4 separate regions of the Mus musculus genome follow, and regions 1, 3 and 4 are each linked to region 2. Evidence: chromatin contacts called from public promoter capture Hi-C data. All regions are on one chromosome and are shown on one strand. The core of a region is the stretch at or near the end of the contact, and the rest is flanking DNA. Distances in the headings are between cores, read along the strand shown. Region 1 holds the start of N6amt1 (N-6 adenine-specific DNA methyltransferase 1 (putative)). Region 2 holds the start of Btg3 (BTG anti-proliferation factor 3). Region 3 holds the start of Mrpl39 (mitochondrial ribosomal protein L39). Region 4 holds the start of Atp5j (ATP synthase, H+ transporting, mitochondrial F0 complex, subunit F).

Evidence for each region. Promoter capture Hi-C pulls out the DNA fragments that hold promoters and counts their contacts.
Region 1: a contact with region 2 is called in a promoter capture Hi-C map of pre-B cells. The contact joins the promoter of N6amt1 here to the promoter of Btg3 in region 2. A contact is called at or near these places in 1 of 39 promoter capture datasets (pre-B cells) and 1 of 484 Hi-C or Micro-C datasets (CD4 T cells).
Region 3: a contact with region 2 is called in a promoter capture Hi-C map of pre-B cells, with 4 times the contacts expected there. The contact joins the promoter of Mrpl39 here to the promoter of Btg3 in region 2. A contact is called at or near these places in 1 of 39 promoter capture datasets (pre-B cells) and 1 of 484 Hi-C or Micro-C datasets (the G1E-ER4 cell line).
Region 4: a contact with region 2 is called in a promoter capture Hi-C map of pre-B cells, with 4 times the contacts expected there. The contact joins the promoter of Atp5j here to the promoter of Btg3 in region 2. A contact is called at or near these places in 1 of 39 promoter capture datasets (pre-B cells) and 2 of 484 Hi-C or Micro-C datasets (both in the G1E-ER4 cell line).

What each region holds. Positions count from the first base shown.
Region 1 is chr16:87,352,838-87,355,537 of GRCm38.p6, reverse strand. N6amt1 (N-6 adenine-specific DNA methyltransferase 1 (putative)) reads right to left here and starts at 1,353. Exons shown (of 6, transcript NM_026366.2): 1 at 1,152-1,353. The coding sequence starts at 1,285.
Region 2 is chr16:78,375,455-78,378,154 of GRCm38.p6, reverse strand. Btg3 (BTG anti-proliferation factor 3) reads left to right here and starts at 1,345. Exons shown (of 5, transcript NM_009770.3): 1 at 1,345-1,554.
Region 3 is chr16:84,733,923-84,736,622 of GRCm38.p6, reverse strand. Mrpl39 (mitochondrial ribosomal protein L39) reads left to right here and starts at 1,379. Exons shown (of 10, transcript NM_017404.5): 1 at 1,379-1,469; 2 at 2,010-2,216. The coding sequence starts at 1,406.
Region 4 is chr16:84,833,575-84,836,274 of GRCm38.p6, reverse strand. It overlaps Atp5j (ATP synthase, H+ transporting, mitochondrial F0 complex, subunit F), which reads left to right and starts at 1,253. Exons shown (of 4, transcript NM_001302214.1): 1 at 1,253-1,466. Gabpa (GA repeat binding protein, alpha) reads right to left here and starts at 1,151. Exons shown (of 10, transcript NM_008065.2): 1 at 732-1,151.

The DNA.
Region 1 (2,700 bases), core at 104-2,603, 9.0 Mb before region 2:
TTCTTTATGGAAATAATCATTACGGTCTCAAAAATAACTAGAATTCCTAGCCTTTGTAACAAGGTCAGCTCTATTACAGCATACGAAGCAATGCAATTTGTAGCTGTAAATTTTTCTGAGCTGTTTTGAGCATTCAAGTTACAATTCAGTGCTCCACGAGATATTCCAGTAGCTCAAAATGCTCCACCATCTATGAAGAAAGACTGGTTTTATAGGCAGAAAAAAAGTGACAATATAAATAAACATGATGGCTATTTCGTTCTGGAGACACCCAGTAGGAATCTTGGCCATTAAGTTAATGACCCATATTCTTTCGGCAAACTATTTTATTAGAGTGATTATATGTATGTGTGCAGAATGGTCCTCAGCATTGTAACTGAACCTCCAAGAACAACCTGTAGTAGTTTCTGAGGCCGGAACTCAGGTCTGCAGGCTTGACAGCGAGTGCCTTTACCAGCTGAGCCATCTTTCCCGTTCTCAGCTCAAATTCTTTTCTCAGAAAAGTTAACATGTGGGCATTTACTATTTATGTCAATTAAAGCTATGGCCAATCCTTCAACAAATCAGGCTAGTGAAAATCCTACCGGCGGAGGCACGTGACTATTTAAACCTTCCCTAATAGTTCTAACCACATGCAACTAAAATTCTAACAGTTCAATTAAAAAACAAAACAAAACAAAAAAATCCCAGTTGCAATAACACTTTAAGTGCTCAGACGGCTAGTGGTTGTTCCTTGACTAGGTTGAGTGAATTTAATAGTTCACTGATCCTTATGTGTTCTTCCTTTGCTAGAGGATGTTATTCTTGCACTAAGGCGAGTTTTACATATTCACTTAAAAAAATTAAAATAGAAAATTAGGAAAGTTTTGGGACATCTTGCTTCTGGTTGCTAAACTCCGGCTGCTCCTCAGAGGCGCGTTTACATTCTTCAGATTAACAGCTAAAAGGCAGGGCAGGGTGACCTTGAAGCCGCAGGAACATCTGAGCGATGCTCTAACCCCAGCCCGCCGGACACGCCTCCTTTACCCCTCTCTGCTGTCAATCACCAGAAAGTAGGCCGGCCCACCACTTCCGGAGGAGGGCGGCAAGTTCCGGCTTCCGCCTCCCGGCCACCCCGTTCTCTCCCCCTGAGGCGCGCACCCTCCTCGCACCCTGCTAGCTCGGCCGCCGCCGCCTCGAGCGCGTCCAGTAACAGGAACGTGTCCTCCGCTGGCTCGTACACGTCGCGGAAGGCTCCGCGACCCACGTGCCCGTACAACGGCGTGGGGACACTCGGCGCCGCCATCTTTTCCCTTCCGCTTCCTATGGGCGGGCGTTGAGTACGCACGCGTCAGGCTTGCTGCGCATGCGCTTTTGTCTTACACTGGGTGGCGTTTGGGGTGAAAGAGCTTGTTGGGCTCTCTGGAACTTTTAAGCAACCTCTAACATCCGTTTTCAACTTGTGCTTACTTTTATCGGCTACCCTAATATTGAGCATCGTCAGTTATTTTGTACTAAGGTGACTGCTTTATTCTAATGACATTTGGAAAGTTTCTTCCCTTTTAAACTTGTAAGCACTTGCAAAAATAGTGTTTACAAAATTTATTGTTTTTTAAGCAACTGAAATGTAAATACCCATCTATAAGATTATGACTACTTTTATTTGCTTAATTTTGTTATACAGATTCTCACTGTCTTGGAATTTACTATGTAGGCCAGTCTGGCCAGGAACTCATAGTGATCCTCCACCTGCCTCTGTCTCCTGAGTGCTGGGACTATAAAAGCTGTGGCACCATGCCCAGCTTTTATGACTTTTAATTTTTATTTTGTATTTGACAATATTATACATGGATAACACTTTCATTCATTGAAATTATAGTTTGGGCTGGGCTGTGGTGGCTCTTGCCTTTAATCCCAGCACTCTGGAGACCGAGGCAGGCAGATCTCTGCTTGTTCTACAAAGAGAGTTCCAGGACAGCCAGGGCTACATAAAGAAATCCAGTCTCCGAAAAACAATGAAACAAAACAGAGACAATGGTTTGGAGGGCTGGGGAAGTGCTCAGGGGTTGAGACCTTGTACTGCACTTGAAGAAGACAAAAGTTTGGTTTCCTGCACCTTTGTTTGGTGGCTCACAACTCCCTATAACCCCAGCTCCAGGTTGTTGCTCTTCCTGCGTCAGTGTCACTGTTGTGCCCATACATACAGGCAAAAAAATAACATACAGAAAATCATAGTCTTTAAAAAAATGTAAGGGGCTGGAGAGATGGTTCTGGAATAAGGCTATTATTGAGGACTAGAATTTGGTCCCCAGTACCCACAGCAGGTGGTTCACAAACAGAGTAACTCCAGTTCCTGGGAGTTAAATCTTCTGTTCTCTGGCGGCATCACAAATACAGACTTGAAAATGGCAAGAAAGCTCTGCTGGTAAAAGGCAGGTAGGTGCTGCCAAACCTGAGCACATGGAGCAGGTCCCTGAGACTCACACAGTGGAAGGAGAAAACCTATTCTTAGAGTTCTCAGACCTCCAAGGGTATGGCAGCATACATGTGCACACATGCACAAACATCTAAATATAATACGGAAATATTTTTTTAGAGTGTCATGTGCCGCGAGAATTTGTTATTTTCACATGCATCCTTAAAATGTCTTTGGCATACAAGCAATGAAATGAAATAGCCGTTCTTTCTCAGTTGTTTCCCAGAGGATTTGTTTTTATGTAT
Region 2 (2,700 bases), core at 96-2,595:
AGTTTGGAGCTGAGACGAAAGGATGGACCATCTAGAGACTGCCATACCCGGGGATCCATCCCATAATCAGCCTCCAAACGCAGACACCATTGCATACACTAGGAAGATGTTGCTGAAAGGACCCTGATATAGCTGTCTCTTGCGAGGCTATGCCCCGGCCTAGCAAACACAGAAGTGGAGGCTCACAGTCAGCTATTGGATGGATCACAGGGCTCCCAATGGAGGAGCTAGAGAAAGTACCCAAGGAGCTAAAGGGATCTGCAACCCTATAGGTGGAACAATATGAACTAACCAGGAGCCCCCCACCCCCCACCCCTCAGCTGGTCTCTAGCTGCATATGTAGCAGAAGATGACCTAGTCGGCCATCACTGGAAAGAGAAAGAGTCTTGCAAACTTTATATGCCTCTGTACAGGGGAACACCAGGGCCAAGAAGTGGGAGTGGGGGGAGGGAGGGTTTGGGGGACTTATGGGGTAGCATTGGAAATGTAAATGAAGAAAATAAGTAATGAAAAAAAAAACAATGGTAATCTGCATTTTTAAATTCTCTTTTAATGAGTGTCTTGTGTTTTTCCGGCCTGTCTGACTTATCAGCTGCTTTCACAACACTAACACCTAGCTGCCAGTTCAGCCTAAGGGACGGAAAGATGGGCCTTTCTTCGGAAAGTTTATCTTCCCTCTTCTTATGTGTTTAGTCAAGGCTTAAAAGCTACCCCTCCCCCCCAAGTCCTTGAGTTAGAAGTATCTGAGAAATACAAAGCCTGGCCACTCCACTCATCCATTGGGCCATCAGTGCTGGCAGAGACACCCCGTACTCAACAGGAGGCTGCCACGGTCACATGGAGGCACGAGCTCTGCCAGCCAAGTGTCCAGGTAAGAGTTTTACCCAAGCCATCTCACGTACAGGGAGGCAGCTAGTGACCTCACGACCGGAGGGACTTGGCAAGCCCTCAGTGCCAAGCTCCCCTCCGCAGCCGCTTCGTGCAGAGGTGGGTAGGAGGGGGAGAGCCCATCAAAGCAGAATCCGGATTGAACTTGCCCTCAGGCAGCAGAGAGGCGGGCGGATCCAAGGGAGAGAGCCCCGCGTGGGGAGGAGTGGCCGAAGAGCCAAGAGGAAGCGTCCTGCCCACCCCACTGAGGGAGGCAAGGCCCTCGGGGCTCGCGCAGGAGGCACTGCGACCTCGTGCCAGCACGGCCGTCGGAGCCCAGGCTCTGCGCGCGGCCGGAGGCAGGAGCCGGCCACGCGCACCGGTGGAGGGGGGCGGGCCCGAGGGAAGCCCCGCCCCCAGGGCGCGCGGATTGGTTCTTCGCGGCGCCGGGCCTCTCCTAGTCATCGCCCCTCCCTTCTTCCGGGCCTCGAGCCCCCCGTGGGCCGCGTCGGGACTGCGTTCGCCCTGTCGGCCGCGCGCTCCGCCGCCCGCCAGTCTGGTCGGCGCGCGCTCAGCGGCGGCGGCGGCGGCCCGACGACGCAGCAGCGGCGCTCGCGCTCGGCTCCCCGGCCACGGGACGCGGTCGCACCCGGCGAGGGTGCAGCCCCCGGAGCGGCGGCGGCGGCGGTGAGGAGAGCCCGCCGGGGGTCGGAGTCGGGGACGCGGTGGCAGTGAGGAGGGCAGGCCTGGCATAAGGGGACGCGGCGGGGACCCCCGGGCATCGCGGCGGAGGGAGGTTGGGACGCGCCCGCCGCCACGTCGAAAGCGGAGCGGCCGAGGGATGCGCGGCGCGGAGGGGAGCGGCGGCGGGTCCTCGGTGGGGTTGGGACGCCTCCTCCGGCGCGTGCCACGTCGCCTGCCGCCCCCGGGGAGGCGACAGCGGGCGGGCAGGGGCAAGCCGGTTTGTTTGCACAGGTTAGACGCGGCGCGCAGGCCGTCCACTCGGAGCGCGTGGGGGGCTCTCTCCACCCGCGCCGGGCTGGGAGGGGAGCCCGATCCGGCTGCATCTGGATCCCGCTGGCCAAAGCCGCCCGGGGCGGTCAGGGCCTCTCGGCGCGACCACGCTTGCCGTCCCCTCCACCTCGGCAGCGTCCACCTGGAGAAGTTGTGGTTTCTAGAAACTGCGAGTGGCTTTTTCGTTACTGGGGAGGGGTTGGGGGGGGTGGGGGGTGGGGAGACTGCAAAGTTAGAAACTCCTAGAAGGCCGAGCTCGTGGAACAAAGTAGAACTTGAGGAGCAGCCGCCGCGGTGACGACGTCCTGGGGTGACGTCACCAAGCGGTGTTTAAAATGGGAGCTTTGGGGGACAGTGTGGGTGGCACTAGGCGCCTAAGGTCTAATCCCCCACCCCCGGTCCCCGGTGGTATTCACACCCCCCACACACCCTCCCCCGAGGTTTAGACCTTTCTCTGTGCCTTTGGTACTTCTGGAACACTGATAAGAGGGGGTTAATTCTTAAGCTATTCCATTCCTTCAAACAGAAAAATAAATAAGTCCGTATGACTCATCTTCTGTTACAAACCAAAAAGCAACCGCTAAGTGGTTCTTTCCTTCCTTAATTTTATTTTATTTATTTATTTTTTTTAATATGAAGTTGAGGAAACAAAAAGCAAATCCCCCAAACTGTTAGGTAGCACGTACTGGCCCAGTTGGTGAATGAGAGGGGTCTAGGAATCATTACATTTCTCTAGTGTGAGTCTTCTATCTTGTTTGGAGTGGAGCGTATGCGGCTCCATCTGCGACATCCTCGCCCAAGTTGTGTATTCAGTTTCAG
Region 3 (2,700 bases), core at 130-2,629, 6.4 Mb before region 2:
CTTGTTGGTCAGTATCACCTGTGGCATCCTTCCAGCAAAATTACTTTCTGCGATAGTAGACGCTCCAATCAGCTGTGTGCAGATGTGCTTATGATTAATTTTTCTCAAGCTAACGTCCAGAGGATTGTTTTAAATGTGGCCGTGAACTATAGTTTTCGGGGTGGGGTGAAATGGACACAATCTCTAAAAGCTGTGAAGCTGAAAGCTTTCAGGGGAACCATAGAACATTTAAGGAAGAAACACACATGCACGCTCACACGCGCGCACACTTTTCCAGAGTTGATTTAGAACTTCTATTGTTAGGAAAAGGTGTGTTAAGTAGCTAAAGGCTTCTCCAGCTCCTACCTAAGCCTTCTTGAGGAGGGATTGCAGGCATCAGTCACTATTCTCGGCCGAGGACTTTACATGAGATAGGCCAGTACAATATTGAATGGTTGAATCCAAATTTATACTTACATGTCTTGCCTTAAAGATGAGGAAAGGTCTTAACACTTTCCCTATGCAATTGTAAACATGTATTATTTGGGCCAAGGAGACAGCACATTTGTGTGGCATAAAACATAGCATTTGTGACCGAGCTTACCCTTCCGCCTGGTGGCAGTGTGTGCTCCACCACAAGTTAAAAGTAGGGATCATGTGAAAATTCCTGACTAAATTTATAAAACTATATTGGTTCATTGGTTCAGCTTTGCAGAAGTAAAGAATGCTGCTCCAACGGGAACGTGCTGGCACCACAAAGGCGTTAGATGTAGCAGTGTGTTTTTACCAACCGTCATAACAAATATTTGCTGAGCTGCCAAGCACGGTTTGCGTTTCTGGGATACATCCAGGGACGAGACACAGATTCCCGGTTACTCCGTGCAGTCGTGCCTAGATCATTCGGAAAAGAGTTCTAGGACGTTCTTTGCAAAATCAACACGACGTGTTTCCAAGAGCCCAGGAACGTGGCCGACTAAACGGTGAACCGGGTTCAGCCCCACTGCAGCCGACCTGAAACTCACTTTTGCAAACCTCTTTTATTTCCACCCTCTAGAGTTGTACCCGGCGTGGCTGGCCAGACTGTCAAAGACGTAACGCAAAGAGTCCTCCTCTAATTTTTTTCTGCCGGGAATCTGGAACCCTCGTGAGACAAAGGCGCCTGTGTGACTCCTCTGTCCAATAGACACTTCTGCGACTCCTCAGGGCAGCCGGTCGTCCCCGAGCCAAGGACAAGACTCGCAGCGCGGCCAAGGGTGAGCCATCCAAGGAGAGGCGCGCATGCGCCCCCGCGTGGCTCGGCGCGCTCCTAGCATCCGGTCCCGAGCTGATCAGTCCTACGGAACCTCCGCCGCGGGTTCCGCGTTTCCGGGGGAAGAGGGACGAGAAGGACCGGGACGCCGAGCTACCTTGGCTACTTCGGGAAGCCATGGCTACCGCGGTGGGAAGGCTGGTTCTTCGGCGGCCCGGCGCGGGCGGCGGGGCTCGCTGGAGTGAGTTTTTTGTGTTCCCGGTGTGGGAAGACAATCTGGGGTGCAGGAATCAGGGAAAGAGAAGGGATGCGGGCATGGGCGGCTCTTGTGGGGGGTTTTAGGAGCCCCAGTCTTCGGCAAACATGTCCCCATCTCCCAGGGAGTGAGGACTCGCGCTTGCCTAGCCAAGTCCCTTGCTTTGGGGTGTGGAAGAAAAGTTCAGCATTTCTCATGCTAGCTATTGATCGTTTGGACACGGGGATTCCGCCTTCCTGGAGCGTTCTCCTCCCCTCCAGACCGTTTCCAACTACAACTTTGCTCTCCTTCCCAATCGAGTCTGGTTTTAGGACGCCACTGAGGAAATCGGTGGTGATGTGAGAGTAAATCAGAGCCCAGCGTTTTTGTTTTTTGTTTTTTCGTTGTTGGATCCTAAATTATTAACATTATAAAGTGGTTCAAGTTTGCCTCAGTCGAATTTTTGACTTATGTTCTGCAAAATTCTACCGTTTTCAATACTTGTTACAGGTCCAGAGTAAACTACGTACTTTGCTTTCTTAATAGGATTTATAGCGACGTCGCCAGCTGCCGAGCTGTCACCCACGGAGCTGACAGAAATGCGGAATGATCTGTTTAACAGAGAGAAAAGCAGGCAGTTATCGTTAACCCCCCGAACGGAGAAGATCGAAGTTAAGCATGTTGGGAAAACTGATCCCGGCACTGTCTTCGTGATGAATAAAAACATCTCAACCCCTTACAGTTGTGCCATGCGTAAGCAGCAGAACAATGTTGACCATTTTACACGCGCTGTGCAGAGCACTGCAGAGGGGAACATGCTGTCATTACTTGGCGAAGCTGTAGAATTTATTTGCAGCCATTTTGCCACCCACTGTCCCCTTTGTTTTGTGGGTACGGTGGGTATCGTAGCATTTCTCTGCTGTACAGGTTGTCTCCCTAGTTTGTCTGAATATGACTATGTAATATGCATGTTCTGGGAGCATTTATCTAGCAGGTCTCATTAAAGTATTTTGAGGGTTGTTTTTTTGGTTTGTTTTGGTTTGTTTTTTTCTTGAGTTTTCATTTATTCTACCTTTATCTTTTTAGTTTTTTTTTTCCCCCCGAGTATATGTCTCATCTCCTTCCTACTTGTCCCATGTTGTGGTTTTATCTAGTATAGGTACTAAATGTGTGAATGGAAACATAAGTATAGTGAATGCTGACGTTAATTGTTTTGTTTCTATTGTTAGAGAGGTCG
Region 4 (2,700 bases), core at 4-2,503, 6.5 Mb before region 2:
TCCATCTGGATTCCAGAGGCTGAACAGTCTGGCTCGGCAGCAAGTGCCTTTACCTGTCGAACCATCTCACTGGCCTACCTAAGGATTTAGTTTCAAATGACTGTTTGTCATCGTGAAACGATGCGCTGGCACCATTCTCTATGCTGTGGACCCTAAGGGTGGAATCCCCTAAACTCCATCGTTGTGTTCACTGCACTACACCAACCCCCAAAAAAGGTCGGGGGGAGGAGTGGGGGAAGTTGGCAAGGTACAGTAACTTTCACTGACATCTTCGGGAAAGACGCAGAAAGTCATCCTATGCATTAGAACGATTGCACCGATGCGACTCTAGGACAGTTCCAGAAGGGCAATCGGTACTGCTAGTGCGGGGATGGCTGACTCGGGTGACAGACAGGTCTGGCATCTTCCCGAGAGACCCGGGAGCGCCCGGGGCTGTGCGCTCGGCCAGCGCGCCGAGCCTGGACCGCGCCCGTGCGACGGGCGACTCCGCCGCGTCCCGCAACGCGGCCCGGGCCACGCCGCTCCCCGCGCCCCTCCCCTCGGCTTCCCGCACAGCCTCTCCCGCCCCTCCCCACCAGGCTCCCTCAAGTCTCCACGAACGGAAATGGGAGTCGCAGCGCCGGGGACCCAGCGGAAACAAAACACAGAGGCGGCCGCGGGGGGGGACAAGCCCCGGAACCAGGCCGCCCGCGCGGGCCCGCGCTCCCCGCCAGCCCGCGTCCGCAACTCACCAGCTCCGGAATTCGTCCCGTGGCCCTAGCCCGCGCTTCCACAGCCGGCTGGGAACGGCGGCGGCGCGGGCTCCAGGTACAGCGCCTCTCCGGGCGAGCCGCGCCGCTCCCGCGAGTAGCAGGGTAAGGTCCCGGGGCCCTTCCCGTGGAATCGGCGCTAAGGAACCCCAGCCCCTCTCCCGCCTCCCAGGCACCCCCGGGCCTGGAACTACAACTCCCAGCAGGCTGCGCGGCCCGAAACGCCCGCGACGACGGGGCTCACGAGGCACAAACGCCCCCCAGCCGCTTTGGTTTTTTGTTTTGTTTTGGTTTTGGTTTTTACGCGCTCCTTTGTACCCCCACCCTACATCCACCTCCCCAACCCCAAGGATCGGGACGCTGACTCCGAAGGGAGCTTGAACTAGGGGACAGGCCAGAATACGCATGCGTACAGTGCAGTGTCTCCAAGAGGGAAAAGGGGGTGAAGTTAAAGTGTAGGAAAGATGGCGGAGTCTTAGCTGAGGGACCCGGAAGCACTTACCCTCCACTTCCTCCTCCTGTTTGGCTTCTGTCTCACCTAGAGGCGTCCGGTCGCAGACTCCCTTCGAGGCGCTTCCTGTCCGGTGAGCGTCGAACGACTGAAGCCGCGGCCCATAGTGCCTTGCGATGGCGGGTAGGCGTGTGTAGGCGGAGCCAGGGCCGGAAGTAGAACGGTGGCGGCGGCGGTGACTCTGGCAGCTCGGGACTCAGTGCAAGGTGACTGGGAGGGTAACTGGGCTAGCTCGGCCTCCTGGGACTGAGCTTCTGGGTTTCTTCACGAGGAGAGAGGGCTGCCCGTCACCTTTGCCCTGGGAGTAGAGCGCAGCCCCGTGTCCTTGGCACCGTCCTGGCCTGGCCTGGGGTCACAGGTGACCTCGGCCCTGCTGGGTATTCAGATTTGCCTTACGCTCACTAAATAAGACCGTGAATGCTCTCCTGGGAGCAGAGCGGGCCGACTCGAAAAGCAGAAAAGACGGGGTGGTGAGCCTGCAGCCCGCCTGGGGCAGCCCAAGGTCACGGCGCGCCACAGGCTTGTGAATAATGCAGGCGGCGATCGAGCCTCCTAAGACAGGAAAGGGCGATGGTGATATCCTAAAAGTTTTATATCCAATCTAGAAGTCATGCTTTGTCGATTGACTTTATGATTAGATACTCACGAGCAGCAAAGGGACTAGCCTTCGGCTAGGCTGGTCAGTCAACCGCTATAAATAGGAGAGCCGTGCGCCTTCCCAAAGCTACACCTCTGGGTTTGAACTTTGATTACCCCACCCCCACCCCCACCATGCTTTCCCCAATATTGTTACTATCAGACCTCTAACAAGCAGCAAGCTAGTGCAGGATATTAATTCAGTACGGAATTTGTCCCAAATGGTGTTCTACACTTAGGATGCCATTTGTCTTCCGTGTGATCATGAACAGATCGCATTCTCTATTTAATCTGAAAAAGTGAAAGGCAGTGAAGGAGAAACAACAAGTAGTTTTGGTAAGAGAGAATGTGGTCACTGTTAGAACGATTGAGTAGGACTTAGGAGGTGAGTATACATGTATGTTTGGGGTTCAGAGAGTACGCTAAATTAGACGTGGGGATTGGAAATCATTGTTTGGGATGGTGCGTTATTGAAAGTGAAAATGTATTTTCCCTGTCTTGTAGAAGAAATGACCGTCTTGGCAGTTAGATTGGGAGCAGGTTGACTGTGGAATGTTAGGTAAACAACCTTCTTTAGACATATTTTTTTTAATCACCTATAAGCAAGACTGAAAGAAGCACCTTCCCCTAACACTTAGAGAGTATTTCCTAAGTGGACAATATGGAAGTATTTTACAGTATTTTTAGGGCTAAAGAATTCTTGATACCTTACTAATTATGTCTTAAGTGTGTTCCTAGATTTCCAGGATGAATCAAGTGTGGTGTTCTTATTATAAAGTCTTGTCTACTTGCCTGTAGCTCTTT